5 separate regions of the Sus scrofa genome follow, and all the other regions are linked to region 4. A link is a contact called in public HiChIP or PLAC-seq and promoter capture Hi-C data. All regions are on one chromosome and are shown on one strand. Each heading gives the region's core, a stretch centred on a gene start, on an enhancer-like site or on the middle of the called end of the contact. The rest is flanking DNA. Distances are from core to core; before and after follow the strand shown.

Region 1 (3,345 bases), core at 381-2,880, 420 kb before region 4:
GTGAAAACACTTGAGGAAGAGGAGGAGAGTGAAGAGGGCAACAAAGCGGGGGCTGAAGTCATCCCGAAAGACAGTGAAGGCCAGACACGTCTCAGTGACGGCATACCAGGAACGTTCCAGAAGGTGCTAGGGGTTGGCAACGAGTGATGTGGAGCTCAGACATTCTGCCTGCCCAGCTCTCTGCCCCTCACCTTGGGGCCAGGAACACCTTACCTCCATCTCTGCTGCCCTCAGCTGTCCAAAGAACACCTTGCCCATCACCTTGCCCAAGAGGAAGACAAGGACGAAGGCCTGGATGTACAGGACCTAGGAGTGAGGAGGAGAGGCTATGGTTTGAGCCGGCTTTCTGCTCCGCGCTGCTTGGGGCTCACCATTCAGGAACCTCTCCACACCCCCCATCACTAATTTATTCAAAGCTCCCCCTGCCTGTGGGCTCCCTCGATTTTTCTCCTACTTACCTGAGCTCGAGCCCCACCCCTGGCTCAAGATGACTCCTCCTTCCCTCCCAGAGAGTTCCTCCCTCCTTGAGCCCTGAACTCACGGCCATGCTGGGGCTGGACTTGGTCAAGTACACCACAGTGGGGTAGAACTGGTGCTTGAGGTAGTAGGCGTGAGCCACCACGGCCCCGGTCAGCGCCAGGCTGGCCGCCATCATCACGGCGGTGCGGAACATTGCCCTGGCCTGGGGACCTGCGTGGGAGAGGAAAGGTAAGGTCACAGCTGTGTGATGCCACCCCGTGCAAACCTAGCCCAGCTCCTGAGACGCAGTGTTAACACACCGGGGAAAGAAAAGCCTCATTCCCCCATCATCGCATCGAGAAGAGCCCATGCTCCCCCATTCCACAAGTGGCAAGACTGAGCCTCAAAGGGGTTAAGCGACCACACTGACGCAAGGCCTGGAGCCCGGGTCAGTCTTGTTTCAAAGCTAGGACTCTTTCCACGCTGCCTGCCAAACCGCCGCCTCTAGGGAAGAATGAGGAAAGGCAGCAGCGTCGGAGGAGGGAACTGCTCCCACTGACCCTAAAGTGACGGTGATGGGGTGGGATGCAAACGCAGAAATCTCCAGAAGCGGGAATGGGCGGCCTGGACCGGGAGAGGCCAAGGCGCTGGGGGGCGCCGCCGGGTAGGCGACAGCGTCGGTGACAGCTCTGCCAGGGTGGGCAGCTCCAACGCGCGCCCGGCGGGAGCGGGCGGGGTACGTCAGCCTGGAACCCTGGCGCCCCCCAACCCCCTGGGGAAGTGTCAACTCGGGGCACCGGAGAAACGGCCGACCGCCAGGATGCAGGGGCGGGACGGAGAGGGACCCGGGTCGACCCCGCGGCCGCGCACCTGTAAGCGCCAGGAGCTGCGAGTGTCGCAGGCGGGGCCCAGCCTCTGCGAGCGCGGCCGCGCGGGCAACTATCTCCAGCTGACAGGCCGAAAGCTGGCGGCGGGGCTGAGGGGGCGCGCCGACCCCGGGGACCTCAAGGGGAAAGGTCCAGGCCCCTACTCCAACCACAACCCGGGTCCGACCCCCGCCCACTCACCAGGAGCCCAGCGCCGCGAGCCCGCTCAGTCCCCGCGACTGCGGAGGCGGCTCCGGTTAACAACACTCCCCACCCCCTGCGAGCCGGAACTTCGGGGGTGAGACACCTCACTTCCGGCGGGGCGGGGCGGGGCGGGGCGTGGACCGTACCAAGTGCCCCGGTCCCTTGTGCGCCCTGCTCATTCTCCCTGGTGCCAAGAGCAGTAGTCCCTCCACCCTTCTGGCGTTCGTGCCCACTGTTCGAGTGAAAGATGCGAGAGGTGGTCTGAGCGGAATTAAGGCAACTTGGAGAGGATTAGAGTCTCCCTATTAGTCACAGATGGTATCGTCTTGGCCGCTGAGTGGACTCAACCTAGCGGCGGACTCCGGCTCTCAAAGCGGCTGGAAGGCGGCCCCCCCACTCCTCCGCGCGTTGTGCGGGCCGTACCATTTGGAGGGGGGAGTATGCAAGGGACAGACATACAGGCCTAAGAGAAATAAGATGTCTTAGATACTCATTCCAGGGGGAGTCACAACAAATTGATAAATTAGATGCTTTCTAAGAGAAATGGGTTCAGGAAAAACGACTTGTATCCTCCTTGATCTCCCCCAGTTGTGTGGGAGTGAGTTGGGTCTCCGTGGCTGCTATAGATTGGTCGAAATGGAGTTACGCGGACCAGTAAGAAGAAGAAAGGAAATCGGTTAACCTATGGGAAGAGAAAAGCAGGTGAGCGGTTGCTAGGGGCGGAAGGTAGCGTTGCCTGGGGTTAGATCTTACTCCTGGGAACAGAGAGTAGCGAAGGCGCAGTCGGTGGGCAGGGGTTCAGGGTCTGCCAGACGGAGACAGTTGCTGCACCACGAAAGGGAGAGGTTCCTGGGACCGAGGCGAAAACATCTTTAATTCTGGCTAATCTTGGGATGGGAATGTTCTTTGCAAAGGGATTGACTTCCATGCGGCGTGCTTTGCGATCCTTTCAATCCTGGCCGGTAGCCACAGCTTCCCCAGACTTGGGCTGTGCTCATAGTCTGTGTCTTCTTCAGCCAACCCAGTCGGCTCGTTGACAGAATGGAGCTAATGCACCGCCCACTTTGTGCCTGGAGTTTTCCTCCGTCGTCTCATTTAATCATCAATCATAAGTTTATGAACTAGGTGGTGCTGTCCTCATTTTATACGTGAGACAACGGAGGTTCAGACATTTAAGAAGTACCAGGATTGGCAACGGGTCTGTCTGATTCTAAATTCCCTAACTGGGAGTTGCCGCAGTGGCTCAGGGGAAACGAATCTGACTAGTATCCAGGAGGACGGAGGTTGGATCCCTGACCTCGATCAGTGGGTTAAAGATCATCTGGCGTTGCCCGTGAGCTGGGGTGTAGGTCACAGACGCCGCTGTGGCGCAGGCGCAGGCCGGCAGCTACAGCGCCAACTGGACCCCTAGCCTGGGAACCTCCATATGCTGAAGAAGCAGCCTTAAAAAAAAAAAAAAAAGAAAAAATCCAGAGCTGTTGGATTCTGCTGCTACTATCACCTGTTGACCTGAACTGGCCTGACCAGTTTAGCTTGTAACCTGCCACTGAGTTTGGCTACCCCGTATAGCCATCTGTGACTTTCTAGTGACTACATCTAGGGGCCAACGTTCAGTTTTTGCCTGTCTCAACCTCTCTCTCCCTCTTAAAAGTCTTCTCCCTGAGCTTCTGTTCCCTCCAGCATGCTTCTGCTTTCCCTTCCTTTTATTGAAATGTTGTCCACACTGGCCCCTTCTGTCTCTCTTCTCTTCGTGGTCCTCTCTGGTCTTGTGGTTTCACGCGCGCGCGCACACACACACACACACACACACATCCTG
Region 2 (3,165 bases), core at 650-3,149, 300 kb after region 4:
GCCAAGAGAAGAGCCAAGGTCAGAAAGGACAGAGAAACCTCTGGGCAAAAAAGCTATTTCCAGCTGATCCAGCCTGGGACACTGGGACCTCCCCTCCCCCCAATTCCAGTGCTAGGAAGTCGGTCCCTCAGAAGCCATGCAGCCAGTGACCAAGGGGCTCACCCTACCAGAGCCCTTCCTTCTGTAGAGCGCGCACATGATTTCTGCAGAGCACAAAGGAGATCTCGGCCTTCACTTTCTCTCCCTCTTCAATAGGGTCAACAATGAGAAAGTCCCCTACAGACAGAGAAAAGGAAAAGGGAAGTCAGCCCTGCTGGCAGAGAGGGAAGCCAAGGCTATCAGAATTGGTCTCCTAAAGGGCTGCCTCTCTCACCTCTCTTGATCCAGATGTTCTTGCGGTATTTGGAGGGCATGCTCACCAGGAAGTGCTGCCCCTGGGCTGTCTCCACCTCATGCAGATTGTTCCCTGGGGTCCTGAGCACCTGGTCCAGAAGAGACCAAGTACCAGTCAGCATTATCAGCCAGCTGCAACCCTTGCTGAGCTACAGTCACCCTGTCCCCACCCCAGTGCCACTCACCCTGACGATCTGCTGCCGGTCGGAGGGCACCATGTGCTCCCCCAGCACCTCCTTCACCACGTGCTTCCTCTTGGTGGCCTGAGACATGTTGTTGGGTCCTGTCCCAGGGTGGGGGTGAGGGATGCAGAGACTGTCAGCTCCTCTCCCTGAGTTTCTTGGATGGCAGTCTCAGAAGGACTATTCTAAAGATGGGGAGGGACCTTTTACTGGGGAGGACACAGTGTCAGGTTAAGGAGAACTACTTGCATTCAAATCCCACCTTGGGTATTTCATGACTGTTCAATTTCTCTAGACTTCAGAGAAAAACAATAGCTAACTTAGAGCACTGCTCTAAGAATGAGCATAAGCAAAGCACTTAGCACTGTAAAGCACGTAAAAACAACTCGTGTGACAAGAGTTCTCCTGTGGCATAGCAGGTTAAGGATCTGGCATTCTCACTGCAGGGGCTCAGGTTGCTGCTGTGGCACAGAATCAATCTCTGAGCCGGGAACTTCCATGTGCTGCAGGCACGGCCAAAACAAATAAACAAATTTAAAAATACAACGGTAAAAACTAAACACGGGTTTCAGGAAAACAAGTCATTCTGGCAACCAGGGGGAGAAAGAATCACATAAACTCTTCTTCGGTATGCCTGTACATCCCAAGCGTAGCACAGCCACACAAACAGATGCTCAATCTCTCAACATACCACAGACATGGACCAGGGAGAAGAATTCAAGTTAGGAACAAGTTAACTAAGGTCAGGGCCGGCCGACATGGTCTTTGGCATCTGCTGTTTATGATTTGGGTACTGAGAAGACGAGGACTGATGCGCACACAGAAGACGGCCGGTTTCCAAAGGAAACGCCGAAGTGTCATCTCTAGTTGCCGTCCCCTGCCTGCCCTCCTCCCTTCCTACCCCGAAGGAAAGACGCTCAGTGAGAGAAACCCAAACTTACTCTCTGGCCCTCGGATCCCACGGGCGATGCCTGAAGCGGAACGACCCCGTTCTCCAGGCTGGACGCTGAACACGTCTCGTCAACGACTCGCTTTGTAGCTGAGTCAACGAGCGCACAGAAAATGGACTTGCCGGCGGTCGCGCCGGTGAAGACCCCTTGGACTCAAGTCTCTTACAAGCCGGACGGCGAGGAAGACAGCACGCGCCGGCCCGAGGAAACCCCTTACTTCCGGCGCTCTCTCGGAAGCCTCCCAGCCACACCTCCCTCCTTGTCCGCTCCTCTAATTCTTCCCACCACCAAGTAGGCCACGTTTAATCCTTAAGTTCCAAATGTCGCGCCGCCGAGAAATAAAGTTTTCTCCTCCCAGGCCTCTGCTCCCTCAGACCGGAAATATTTCCCGAGCAGTGAGACCACAGAAAGCTGCCCGGCTTCCCGCAAAGCAACCGGAAAGGAGCGCCTCCTAAACGCACGCTGGCGCGCCGCCCCCTCAACCCCGGCCCAATCTCAACTCTATGACTTCACGCGGCTAGAGGTGCCCAATGTAATTTTGGGTTTTTTTTTAAGGCGGCTCTTGAGGCGACCCGGAAGCGGAAGTGGGGCGAAAGTTCTAGCGGGTCGAGGCATCCGCAGGAGCGGCCGGGTGGCGGGAGAGGCCGTTACGGGAACCGGAGCTGCGGGTGAGTGCGAGCCGCGGTGCAGGGCCCAAGCTGGAGACTGGCGGAGGCGCGGGGAAGAGAAGGGGAAAGGCGCCTCAAGCACTGCGGCGGGCCAGAGGATGCGCCCTCGGAGAGGGATCGGCCGGGGCGCGGCGCGCGAGCGCAGAGGCGCGGGGAGGGGGCGGGGCGCGGCGCGCTGGGGGCGGGGCCGGCGGCGTGGGGCGCGGCGGGAGCCCTGGCGTGCAGCCCGCCGGGCTGGAGAAGCCGCTTCGCTTCTGCTTTGTGATTAGCTGGCGGGCCGGGTGGGACAGAGTCCTTCATTTGCTTTACGGGCCAGGTAGCCGTTGCAGGCAGGGTCAGTGCCACTTGGGCCCAGCCAAGGTCACCGAGGAGTGACAATTTCAGGGCGAGCCCTGGGTCCTGACAGACTCTTGGAATCTTGACTCTGCTCTGCGTGCGCCACCTGTTAGAGCAAGATAGTGTTGCCTCTGGGGTGGTACCGAAACCAGCTCCTGCAAGGAGTGGAAGAGATTTCTCTTTTGAATAGTGAGGAAAAGACTCCTTAGGCTTCGCTTTTTTCGTCCGTGAAGTGGGGGGAGAAGCGAGTAAGCTTCTGCGATGACTGGTCGAGCGTCCTCTTAACTGTGAGATTGGTAGTGGGCCCTCAGGAGTTCCCGGGTTTTCAGCCCTAACCTGCCTTTTCTTGGGATTCTCAGGTTAAGCTTGATCAAGATGACAACTTCCCAAAAGCACCGAGATTTCGTGGCAGAGCCCATGGGGGAAAAGCCAGTGGGAAGCCTGGCCGGGATTGGTGACGTACTGGGCAAGAAGCTGGAGGAAAGGGGCTTTGACAAGGTGTGGGGTGGCTGCGTGCAGCTGGGGAGGGCTGAGGATGGCCTGCTGGGCTCTTTCCTGGCAGTTGGGGCGGGAGGAGAGTGAGTGGACCCGTTGGGGGTGGGCAGTGGCATGTATTCTGCAGGGCTAGCCAGAGCC
Region 3 (3,011 bases), core at 391-2,890, 270 kb after region 4:
ATACGCGTATGCTTTCCAACAACTAGGTGCACAGCAGGGGTTTTGAGGCTTGAGGAGGGGTAATCACTTCTCAGGGTCACACAGTACAGGAGCCCCGACATCAGTGATGATGGCCTCACCCATCCAACAGCCCATGTCTTCTTGGGCACAGGGACAGAGAGCTGTAGAGCCCAGTGGCCTCTTGGTGTCTTTTGTCTTTAAGGAGCCACAGGTCAGTGGGGGCAAGAATGCAGGACTCTTCTCAGAGCCCCACGAAGACAGGATCCACCGGCAGCCAGCCTGATAAGCACTCTAACTCAAGCTCAGACCAGGAGTCTGGTGTCTAAGATTAAAATTAAAAATAAAATTAAATGCTTTGTGGAAAATAGTGTGAGATTTCTGGTGGTGGGAAGGGGCTGCGTGTTGGGAGCTGGCGGTGGCAGGTGGGTTTGCAGCAGGCTTTCCCCACATCCCAGAGGAACTCTGGCTGTTCTGGCTGCCCCCTCCCTGTGCACAGCTCTGCCTCTGCTCCTGAGGTGTGAGCATGGCATCTCCAAGAGCAACAGCGGCAACTTGCCCTAGAAATGCTGGGTCCTAGAAAGTCAAGAGTGAATAGGACAGAATGGCTTCTGCCTTTGGGAACTCCCAGTTCTGGGGGGGAGGAAAGCGGAACTTTAAAGGGGAGCATAATCACAGACAGATGGGCCTCCAGATGGGGCAACTGGGAGGTGAGGGGTGTCAGGAGGGATGGAGAGATTGTGTGAACAGAGTTTTTGTTGTTGTTGTTTATTTGGCTGTGCCTGTGGCATGCGAGAGTTCCTGGGTCAGGAATTGAACCCAAGCCACAGGAGTGACCCAAGTCGCTCCAGTGACAGTCCCGGATCTTTAGATCTTTAACTCGCTGCGCCATAGGAGAATTCCTGTGTAAACTGAGATTTTAGCTTCAAGCAACTTCAAGTTAGAGCTCCTCTCAAGAGGGAAAAAAAAAAAGCAGCAGCAGCTCCCGCGAGCGCGCTCTCTCTCTCTCTCTCTCACACACACACACACACACACACACACACACACACACACACACACACACCCCGATGTGCTAAATTTTGCGTTCGATTTCAGGGGTTCACAGGCATGCAAAGGCCCATCTCGAGCTCCGTAGCAGTCAAAGCGCACGTTAAAAAAACCCAATTCAGGGACCGTGGGAAGGCAGCGTTTGCAGACAATATTAGTTGTGGGGGCTGGGAGGAGGCTGGGTTGTGGAGCTGAGGGTCTCAGGAGCAGAACGTGCTCCGTCCTCCTACACCTGATCGGCCACGACCCCAGGGAGTCTACTAGGAGGACTTCTGCTGGAGCGGCGGGCGCTGCAGTGAGCATCCCGTGGCTGAGGGTGTGCAAGCGGAGGGAAGCCAGGGAGGCCATGCTGGCTTAGATGGGCCCTAGGTCCTTCAAATTCTGGGATACGGTCTTCCCCGGACTCGAACGCGCCCCTCAAGCTTGAGCGCACGCGCAATCCGACCACTATGTCAAAGACCGCCGCTCGGCCAGTGCCGGCCGCGAATGCGCAGTCGGGCCCGATCCCAGCCTTCCCATGAGCCTTTGGGGCAGCTCCGAGGCAAAGGACGGAAGCAGCCGCTCTTGGTTTCCGGCAACGCGACGGCGCAGCCGGGCCCGACCCGGAAGTGTTCCCATTTTGCGCCGTCGGGGCTCGGCGGCGGCGGTGGCGGCGGCGGCGGCGGCGGCGGGGCTCGGGTGGACCTACCACCATGGGGTCGTCAAAGAAGCACCGCGGGGAGAAGGAGGCGGCCGGGACTACGGCAGGAGCGAGCACCGGGAGCGCCACCGAGCAGCCGCCTCGGCACCGGGAGCACAAAAAACACAAGCACCGGAGCAGCGGCGGCGGCAGCAGCGGTGGCGAACGACGAAAGCGGAGCCGGGAGCGTGGGAGCGAGCGCGGGAGCGGGCGGCGCGGGGCCGAAGCGGAGGCCCGCAGCAGCACGCACGGGCGGGAGCGTAGCCAGACAGAGCCCTCCGAGCGCCGCGTGAAGCGGGAGAAGCGAGATGAAGGCTACGAGGCCGGTGAGGGGCGGGGCCTGGGCAGGGGGCGGGGCGATGGGGAGGGTCTCAGGGTGGAGGGCCTCGGGGATGGAAGCCAAGCCCACAGGCCCAGCCATCCCCAGGCCCGTCGTCAGCGCATTTGGAAGGGTCTTGTTTTGATTATTTGGGATTAAGGGTTGGCTTTCTCTGCTAAACTCCGTGAAGGTGGAGATTTTCTCTGTTTTCCTTAACTGACACATCACAGGCACTCGCTAAATGTGTCGAGTGAACGCATGGAGTGGTACCATCGTGTGTAGAGGCAGGAGGACACCTGGTATTGGGCAGGTTATGTAGAGCTCATAGCAGAGACATGAGGCAGGGGTCCGAACACAGAGGCTCCTGCAAGCCTGTTAAGATAATTGAATTTTGTTGGCGTTCCCGTCCTGGCGCAGCGGAAACGAATCCGACTAGGAACCATGAGGTTGTGGGTTCGACCCCTGGCCTGGCTCAGTGGGTTAAGGATCCTGCACTGTCTTGAGCTGTGGTGTAGGTCACAGGTGCAACTCGGATCTGGCGTGGCTGTGGCGGTGGTGTAGGCCGGCAGCTGTAGCTCCAATTCGACCCTTAGCCTGGGAACCTCCATATGCCAGGGTGTGGCCCTGAGAAAACAAAAAACAAAAAATTTTGAACTTTGTTTCAAAAGTAATAGGGAGCCATGAATTCGAGCTGGGGAGCGAGTTAGTCGTATTCACGTTATCACAGAGAACACTGTGTTGAGAACTGGGTAAAGAGCAGTCAAGACCCATAGAGGAGGTAAGGACTGGCCATGGCTGGCACCAGGGCAGCAGCAGCGGGATGGAGAGTCGTTGACCCATTGGAGAGGTGTTTTGGAGGAGGAGGTGACAGAGCTTAAGCACTTGGATGACAGTGGGAAGGAGAAGAAGGAATTGAGGATGGTCCTTGGATTTTGGCTGGTGTGACCAGGTGGGTGGTAGTGTTGTCGA
Region 4 (3,060 bases), core at 472-2,971:
AGCCCTCGTCACCCGAGATAGCTGCATCCCGGGACAGCACCTCCACTCGGTCGCCCTTCCGCAGGGCCAACTCGTCCTGCCCATTGGGCTCGTAGTCAAACAGGGCTGTCCACACAGGGTTGGCATAAGCTGCAGCCTTCGGGGACCCCTCTGGCCAACCTCCGCTGCCACTGCCCCCGCTGCCCCCATTGCCACTGCTGTTCCATGACCCCAGGGGGCTCTTGAGGAAGAGGTTCTTCAAGGGCTCCATAGCTGGGAGCTGGCACTGGCGGGTGTGGGGGACCTTCCCTGGGTGCCCCGGTCCCCACCCTTGCTGACGGCCGAGGCCCTAGTCCCGGAACCTGGGCATCCGAGCCCTGGCCCTCAGCCCCAGACCCACGCCTCTCTGGGGAGCCAGGAGTGTCGCCTCCCGGCCCACCGCATCTCGGGCTTCCGGAGGAGGGCGACCTAGGGAAGCAGTGTGGTCAGGCTGGGGGGGTGGACCCCCAGGGCCTCCGATGTCTCACCATGGCCGGCACAGAGGGGCCCGGGCGTCCCTCAGTCCAGAGCAGTCCTGGGAGCCGAGCTCCAGCACCCGCCAAGTGAAAGGTGGGGCCAGCGAGGGGCAGTGCCTGGACTCCCGTTGGGTCTCTGCGCAGGGGGGTGGCTGGAGTGTCTCTAGGTTGAGCTGCCTCTTCCTGGCTCAGCTCTCGCGACCCGATGGCTCCAACCCCGTTCCCTTCTTCCTCCTCCCTTTGTACTTTGGCCCCGGGGGCGGGAGGCAGAGGTGGAGGGTGGAGTTTCACTTTTTTCCGCTGTTCTCTCTCCTGCAGGAAACAGCATCAGATGACGCGGGCGGGTAGCACCGCTCCCCTCCCAGAGGCTGCAGGGCGATTTGGTCTGGGAGTTACCGGGTAGGCGGGCAATGAGAGGCAGAAGGAGAGGAAGTGTAGCCCGTAGCCCCCACCTCCCGTGACAACAGGTTTAAGGTCGAGGTTGGTTTCTGCTAAGGAGGGACCGTCCCCGCCCTCTACGTCTGCATCTGTAAAACTGGGGGAAAGATCCTGGCTTGGAAGAGGGGCAAACCCGAGTGTGGTCTTGGCTCCGAAGTTGCAGGGCCGTGTGACCCTTTCTCTGCGCTTCATTCTCTTCATGTCTGAAACTGGGGCCAGGAGCTCCGCTTTGCAGAGCTGGCAGTGGGGGTAGGCAAGAATGGAGGACGAAACTGGCTGCACTTGGAGCTCTTGGAACGCGTTGTCTAAGATTTACTGCTTCCCTTCACCTGGGAAACAATTCATGCCTCTTTCCCAAGAAGGGATGGAAACCTGAGACTGTGCTCCTGAAATTTGTCCAGTGATGGCACTTGGAATAGCTAAATCGCTCTCGCAACCGCGCGACGGACCCCCTTGCCTTGAGCCTGTCACTTTAAGAAAAACGACACTATCCTATTTCGACTAGTCCTGCCTGTTCTCTCTACACTCTGAGTTTGAGCTCTGACCCGGAAGTAGAGGCCGCTCGTGACGTTTGACGTCCAGCGCTAAAAAGGGCGCACCTAGAGGGGCTTGCTCCAGTAGCGCACAACTGTGGCTTTAGCCCCCAGGGGTGTCCACGCCTCCATCCTTTTCCTCGCCTCTAGTAACTCTTCCCTCGCGTTCCGCCCAGTGATCGCGGCTAGGTTGGCATCGCTTAGGTGTGCGCATGCGCTCAAGGACTTGTGCCTTTTGGATCGTCCCTTCCTCAGCTGCGCAAGCCCAGCGGGCTCTCCCGCTTCTTATCGGTCCACCACCTCCCTGCGCTTGCGCATTCGAGCCGAAAGGTTTTCCTTTTCCGGGTCCCAACTGGTCTCGTCGGGCGCATGCGCCACTGCAGGTTGGCGGCTCGCGGCTCCTTCTTCCGGCCTCCCCCTTGGGTCGGCTCCCGCAGAAGCGGGGCGACCGCGGAGCCCAAAGCGAGTGACCTGTGACCCCGGAAGTGGACCTCAGGGTCCCGGGGCTCTCCCCGGGCCGGAACCGTGGGAGCCGTCGTCTGCACCCCCGGAGCACCCACCCCACGCCCACCTCTGGATGCCGCCGACCGGTGCCCGGCCCGTGCCCTGCGCCTGCCCGCCGGTCCGGCCCTTAGGAGCAGTTCTGGGCCGGGGGTGGGGGCCTGGACCCCACCCCTGATGCGGCTCCACCCCGGCTCTTGGGTCTCGCACCACTGACTGCCCTGGCCGGCCCCGCCCCCTGCCCGCACCCTCGCCCCACCGACCCCTCTCCCCCGCTGGGGGAGGCCATGGCGTGAGCGCGAGGTTGGGCCCCGGGGCCCTCGGGCGCCAGGCGGGGCATGGGCCGGGGGCCGCCCCCATGAGGGTCCCGGGAGGGGGGCGCGCGCAGCAGCGGCGGGGCCATGGGGTCGCAGGTGTTGCAGATCCTGCGCCAGGGGGTGTGGGCCTCGCTCACCGGCGGTTGGTTCTTCGACCCACACCAGAGCACCTTCTCCAACTGCTTCCATCTCTATGTCTGGATCTTCCTGCTCACCTTTCCTTTCTTGCTGTATATGGTGAGATGCTGCGGCCACCTGTAACTCGTGCCGGGGAAAGGGAGGGCAGATGTCACGAAGGGGTGCAACCTGGCAGGGATTCTGGGCTGTGGCTGGGGCGCTGGGGTGTGGGAAGAGGATTCACTGCGGAGTCTGGAGTGTGTGGAAGAGAGGCCAGAATTTCCCTGGCCTGGGTGACCTTGAATCTCACTTAATCTCATTCCAGTTATGCTGGAGATAGGGCTGCCTCGCAGGGTCTTTGTATTAGCAGCCGGCAGGCGTGATGGAGTTTAATGAATTTGTGTGTCCTAGTCCTGACTGTGGTGGTAGGTGGTAGGGACAGGGCTGTGTGAAGAGGGACCTGACTTGCTGCCGCCCCCAGGTCCTGCCCCCCAGCTTGATGGTGGCTGGTGTGTACTGCCTTGTGGTGGCTGTCATCTTCGCTACCATCAAGACTGTGAACTATCGGCTGCATGCTATGTTCGACCAGGGCGAGATTGTGGAGAAGCGCAACTCTACCATGGGGGACCCAGAGGAAGAGCCTGCCCAGGGGGACAGCAG
Region 5 (3,173 bases), core at 330-2,829, 340 kb after region 4:
TGGAGGTTCCCAGGCTACGGGTCAAATCAGAGCTGTAGCTGCTGGGCTTCGCCAGAGCCACAGCAACGTGGAATTCGAATCACTGTCTGTGACCTGTACCACAGTTCACAGCAACGCCGTATCCTTAACCCACTGAGCAAGGCTAGGGATTGAACCCAAGTCCTCATGGATACTAGTTGGGTTTGTTAACCACTGAGCCATGACGGGATGCATTCAGTCTTTTTTTTTTTTTTTTTTGTCTTTTTGCCATTTCTTGGGCTGATCCCACGGCATATGGAGGTTCCCAGGCTTGGGGTCAAATTGGAGCTGTAGCCACTGGCCTACGCCAGAGCTACAGCAGTGTGAGATCCGAGCCGCGTCTTCGACTTACACCACAGCTCACGGCAATGCCGAATCCTTAACGCACTGAGCGAGGCCAGGGATCAAACCCATAATCTCATGGTTCCTAGTCGGATTCGTCGACCACTGAGCCACGACGGGAACTCCAAGAATGTATTCACTCTTGACCAGAGCTTTAGTGGGCCTGGGACCCTTGCCTGGGCATTTGTGCTAGGAGTCAGAGAACTCAGGTTCTACCCTGGTTGAACTTAAGTTCCAGAGTCAAGAAGCAACTCCGTGGGCCTGGTTGCTTCCAGCTCTACAGTGGGGAGCTGTTCTTGGAGCTGTTCAGAGACTGCAGAGGTGATAAATGTGAAGGCGCTGCTTGAACCTTGTGTGAGAGGGGTCTTGAATGTTCTACTGCCTTCTTTTTTTTTCTTCTTTCTTTTTGCTATTTCTTGGGCCGCTCCCGCGGCATATGGAGGTTCCCAGGCTAGGGGTCCAATCGGAGCTGTAGCTGCCATCCTACGCCAGAGCCACAGCAACGCAGGATCCGAGCCGCGTCTGCAGCCTACACCACAGCTCACGGCAACGCAGGATCGTTAACCCACTGAGCAAGGGCAGGGACCGAACCCGCAACCTTATGGTTCCTAGTCGGATTCGTTAACCACTGTGCCACGACGGGAACTCCTCTATTGCCTTCTTAGCACTTAGCTCCAACCACCTGGAAGCCAAGCAGCCGCACCTCCCAAAGTCATACCAGGCCCCGAGAGCTGCACATTTACTTATGTGGTTCTCATGAACCCCTGCTTTATCCCGCCTTCTTGGCCTGGTATGGCAAGCATCCTGGAGCTTGCCAGCTTTGGGTGGATTCCATTCCAGACCCACACAGGTGGGTATCATGAGAGTGTTTTTGTTAAGGCAGAGAAGGGTTGGGGACCCTCAGAGTCCAGAGAACTGCTCGTGGTCCCAGTCTAGCCCCTCGGGCATGTCAGTTTCTCTCTGTCCCTCAGTCTTCCCTTCTGCACAACTGGGGGTGTGGGGGGGTCCTATCCTGTCTGGGTCCTAGGGCTCTTATGGTAAAATGAGGCCCCACTTGGCCTGTCCCTTTCTGGCCCTGGTTACTTTGCATCCTCAGCCATTAGCCCTTAGTTCATCCTGCCTCTGAGACCCCCAGCCTCTTCCTTAGCACATAACCTGTGCCGTGGAGGCCCCTGGCTTCAGATGACCTGCCGTGGCTTTCCAGTAAAAGGGACCAGGAGGACACTTCCTTTGGGTCAGGAATGGTTCTGTCTGGGCAGACAGGCTGGAGAGGAAGGCACTACTGTTCTTTCCTTTTTGGGTTTGTCTTTTCTGGGAGTGTCAGGAGACTGGGGTGGTGGTAGTGATGAAAAAGGGAAGAGTCCAGGTTCGGGCAGGAGCAAAGAGAATTTCCTAGCCAGGGTTAGGATGTAAGCAAGCTTCGTGGCCCAGTCCTTTACTTTGTCTCTCCTAAATCTCACCTTCCCTGGACCTGACGTCTCATTCTTTTTTCCCTGCTCCCAGGTATTCCTCTTGGGGATGGTTGGTGAAATAGGGCATGGTAGAGAGATCTGAGGAGTGTAGGGGTATGGGGATAATGAGACCTACACACACGCGCGTGCGCGCGCGCGAGGTAAGCCTGGCTGTCAGAGAGCAGAGCTAGAATGGGAGAGGGACCTCACTGCTAGTGGCAAAGGCAGGAAGTAGTTAGGACAGGGAGACGTGAAGGCGGACACATAAGGGGCACAGGCCACTGGTGGGGCAGGGGAGCACCAGGCAGGGTCAGCTGCGCCAGTAGGCTGCTAGGGATGAGGAAAGAAAAGGGCCTGAGTTTATCCTGTCGCCATAAAGACGATTCTTTTTTTTTTTTTTTTCCGGTCTTTTCTAGGGCCACACCCGCAGCATATGGAAGTTCCCAGTCTAATTGGAGCTGTAGCCACTGGCCTACGCCAGAGCCACAGCAACATAGGATCTGAGCCACGTCTGCGACCTATGCCACAGCTCCTTAACCCACTGAGCAAGGCCAGGGATCAAACCCGCAACCTCATGGTTCCTGGTTGGATTCGTCAACCACTGTGCCATGAAGGGAACTCCAATTAAGCGCCTCTTTAACGCCAGGTACTGTGAGACAGTAAAAAGGATTCATGCCTTTTTTTTTTTTTTTTTTTTTTTTTTACTTTTTAGGGCTGAACCTGCAGCATATGAAAATTCCCATGCTAGGGGTCAGATCGAAGCTGCAGCTGCTGGCCTGTGCCACAGCCACACCAGATCTGAGCTGCCACAGCTCATGGCAACGCTGGATCCTTAACCCACTGAGCGAGGCCTGGATCGAACCCGCATCCTCAGGGATCCTAGTCAGGTTCGTAACCTGCTGAGGCGTAATGGGAACTCCAAGACTCATTTCTTTGGGGTTGGAAGTGTGGATAAGGGGCAAGAAAGACTTTAAAACAAATGACGGAGGTTTGGACGTGTTATGGAAGCTCCAGAGCAGGAAAGGAAGGCGGCAGGAGATGGCTCAGCGGAGATGACATTTGAGCTAGGAGATGACATTTGAGCTAGCCGGGAAGGTGGAAAAAGGGTCTTTAGTGTGGCCCTTCCCCCAGGTCGGCAGTTGGAGCTCAGCCCGGAGGGCCCGCTCCATTCCGGCTCCGATTCCCTTTCAGGCCATTCATCCAAGCCTGGGCCGGGAGTGGGCGGGCAGACAATCAGACACTGTTTTATCCCAGGCATCGGCTGCAACCTCCCGCCCGGCGCCCACAGCGCGCGGCCGCCCGGGGAATGAGTCCTCGGGAACGTCTGCGCCTGGGCCTCTCCCGCCTGAGCTGGAGTCGGGC

What was found. Promoter capture Hi-C pulls out the DNA fragments that hold promoters and counts their contacts. HiChIP or PLAC-seq counts read pairs in DNA pulled down with a chosen protein or histone mark.
Region 1: a contact with region 4 is called in an H3K27ac HiChIP or PLAC-seq map of alveolar macrophages. The contact joins the promoter of SPDYC here to the promoter of MAP3K11 in region 4. A contact is called at or near these places in 1 of 5 promoter capture datasets (liver), 2 of 47 Hi-C or Micro-C datasets (liver and skeletal muscle) and 1 of 2 datasets of contacts at active chromatin or transcription factors (alveolar macrophages).
Region 2: an H3K27ac HiChIP or PLAC-seq map of alveolar macrophages shows a contact between it and region 4. The contact joins the promoter of BANF1 here to the promoter of MAP3K11 in region 4. A contact is called at or near these places in 2 of 5 promoter capture datasets (fetal liver and liver), 1 of 47 Hi-C or Micro-C datasets (heart right ventricle) and 2 of 2 datasets of contacts at active chromatin or transcription factors (alveolar macrophages and skeletal muscle).
Region 3: an H3K27ac HiChIP or PLAC-seq map of alveolar macrophages shows a contact between it and region 4. The contact joins the promoter of SART1 here to the promoter of MAP3K11 in region 4. A contact is called at or near these places in 1 of 5 promoter capture datasets (liver), 1 of 47 Hi-C or Micro-C datasets (embryonic fibroblasts) and 1 of 2 datasets of contacts at active chromatin or transcription factors (alveolar macrophages).
Region 5: a promoter capture Hi-C map of liver shows a contact between it and region 4, with 3 times the contacts expected there. The contact joins the promoter of SF3B2 here to the promoter of MAP3K11 in region 4. A contact is called at or near these places in 3 of 5 promoter capture datasets (fetal liver, fetal skeletal muscle and liver), 1 of 47 Hi-C or Micro-C datasets (liver) and 2 of 2 datasets of contacts at active chromatin or transcription factors (alveolar macrophages and skeletal muscle).

Annotation. Positions count from the first base shown.
Region 1 is chr2:7,057,740-7,061,084 of Sscrofa11.1, reverse strand. SPDYC (speedy protein C) reads left to right here and starts at 1,630. Exons shown (of 8, transcript XM_021082865.1): 1 at 1,630-2,231. It overlaps SYVN1 (E3 ubiquitin-protein ligase synoviolin), which reads right to left and starts at 1,641. Exons shown (of 16, transcript XM_003122541.4): 1 at 1,527-1,641; 2 at 542-690; 3 at 214-306; 4 at 1-126. The coding sequence starts at 673.
Region 2 is chr2:6,334,060-6,337,224 of Sscrofa11.1, reverse strand. BANF1 (barrier-to-autointegration factor) reads left to right here and starts at 1,899. Exons shown (of 3, transcript XM_005660673.3): 1 at 1,899-2,193; 2 at 2,889-3,027. The coding sequence starts at 2,905. EIF1AD (probable RNA-binding protein EIF1AD) reads right to left here and starts at 2,343. Exons shown (of 6, transcript XM_003353773.4): 1 at 1,517-2,343; 2 at 579-760; 3 at 374-482; 4 at 168-276. The coding sequence starts at 665.
Region 3 is chr2:6,371,971-6,374,981 of Sscrofa11.1, reverse strand. It overlaps SART1 (U4/U6.U5 tri-snRNP-associated protein 1), which reads left to right and starts at 1,640. Exons shown (of 20, transcript XM_003122517.6): 1 at 1,640-2,049. The coding sequence starts at 1,737. It overlaps TSGA10IP (testis-specific protein 10-interacting protein), which reads left to right. Exons shown (of 9, transcript XM_021083386.1): 9 at 203-365. The coding sequence ends at 326.
Region 4 is chr2:6,638,722-6,641,781 of Sscrofa11.1, reverse strand. It overlaps MAP3K11 (mitogen-activated protein kinase kinase kinase 11), which reads right to left and starts at 1,721. Exons shown (of 11, transcript XM_021082851.1): 1 at 1,532-1,721; 2 at 1-806. The coding sequence starts at 250. PCNX3 (pecanex-like protein 3) reads left to right here and starts at 1,849. Exons shown (of 34, transcript XM_021082830.1): 1 at 1,849-2,520; 2 at 2,882-3,060. The coding sequence starts at 2,368.
Region 5 is chr2:6,293,956-6,297,128 of Sscrofa11.1, reverse strand. It overlaps SF3B2 (splicing factor 3B subunit 2), which reads left to right and starts at 1,579. Exons shown (of 22, transcript XM_003122505.4): 1 at 1,579-3,173.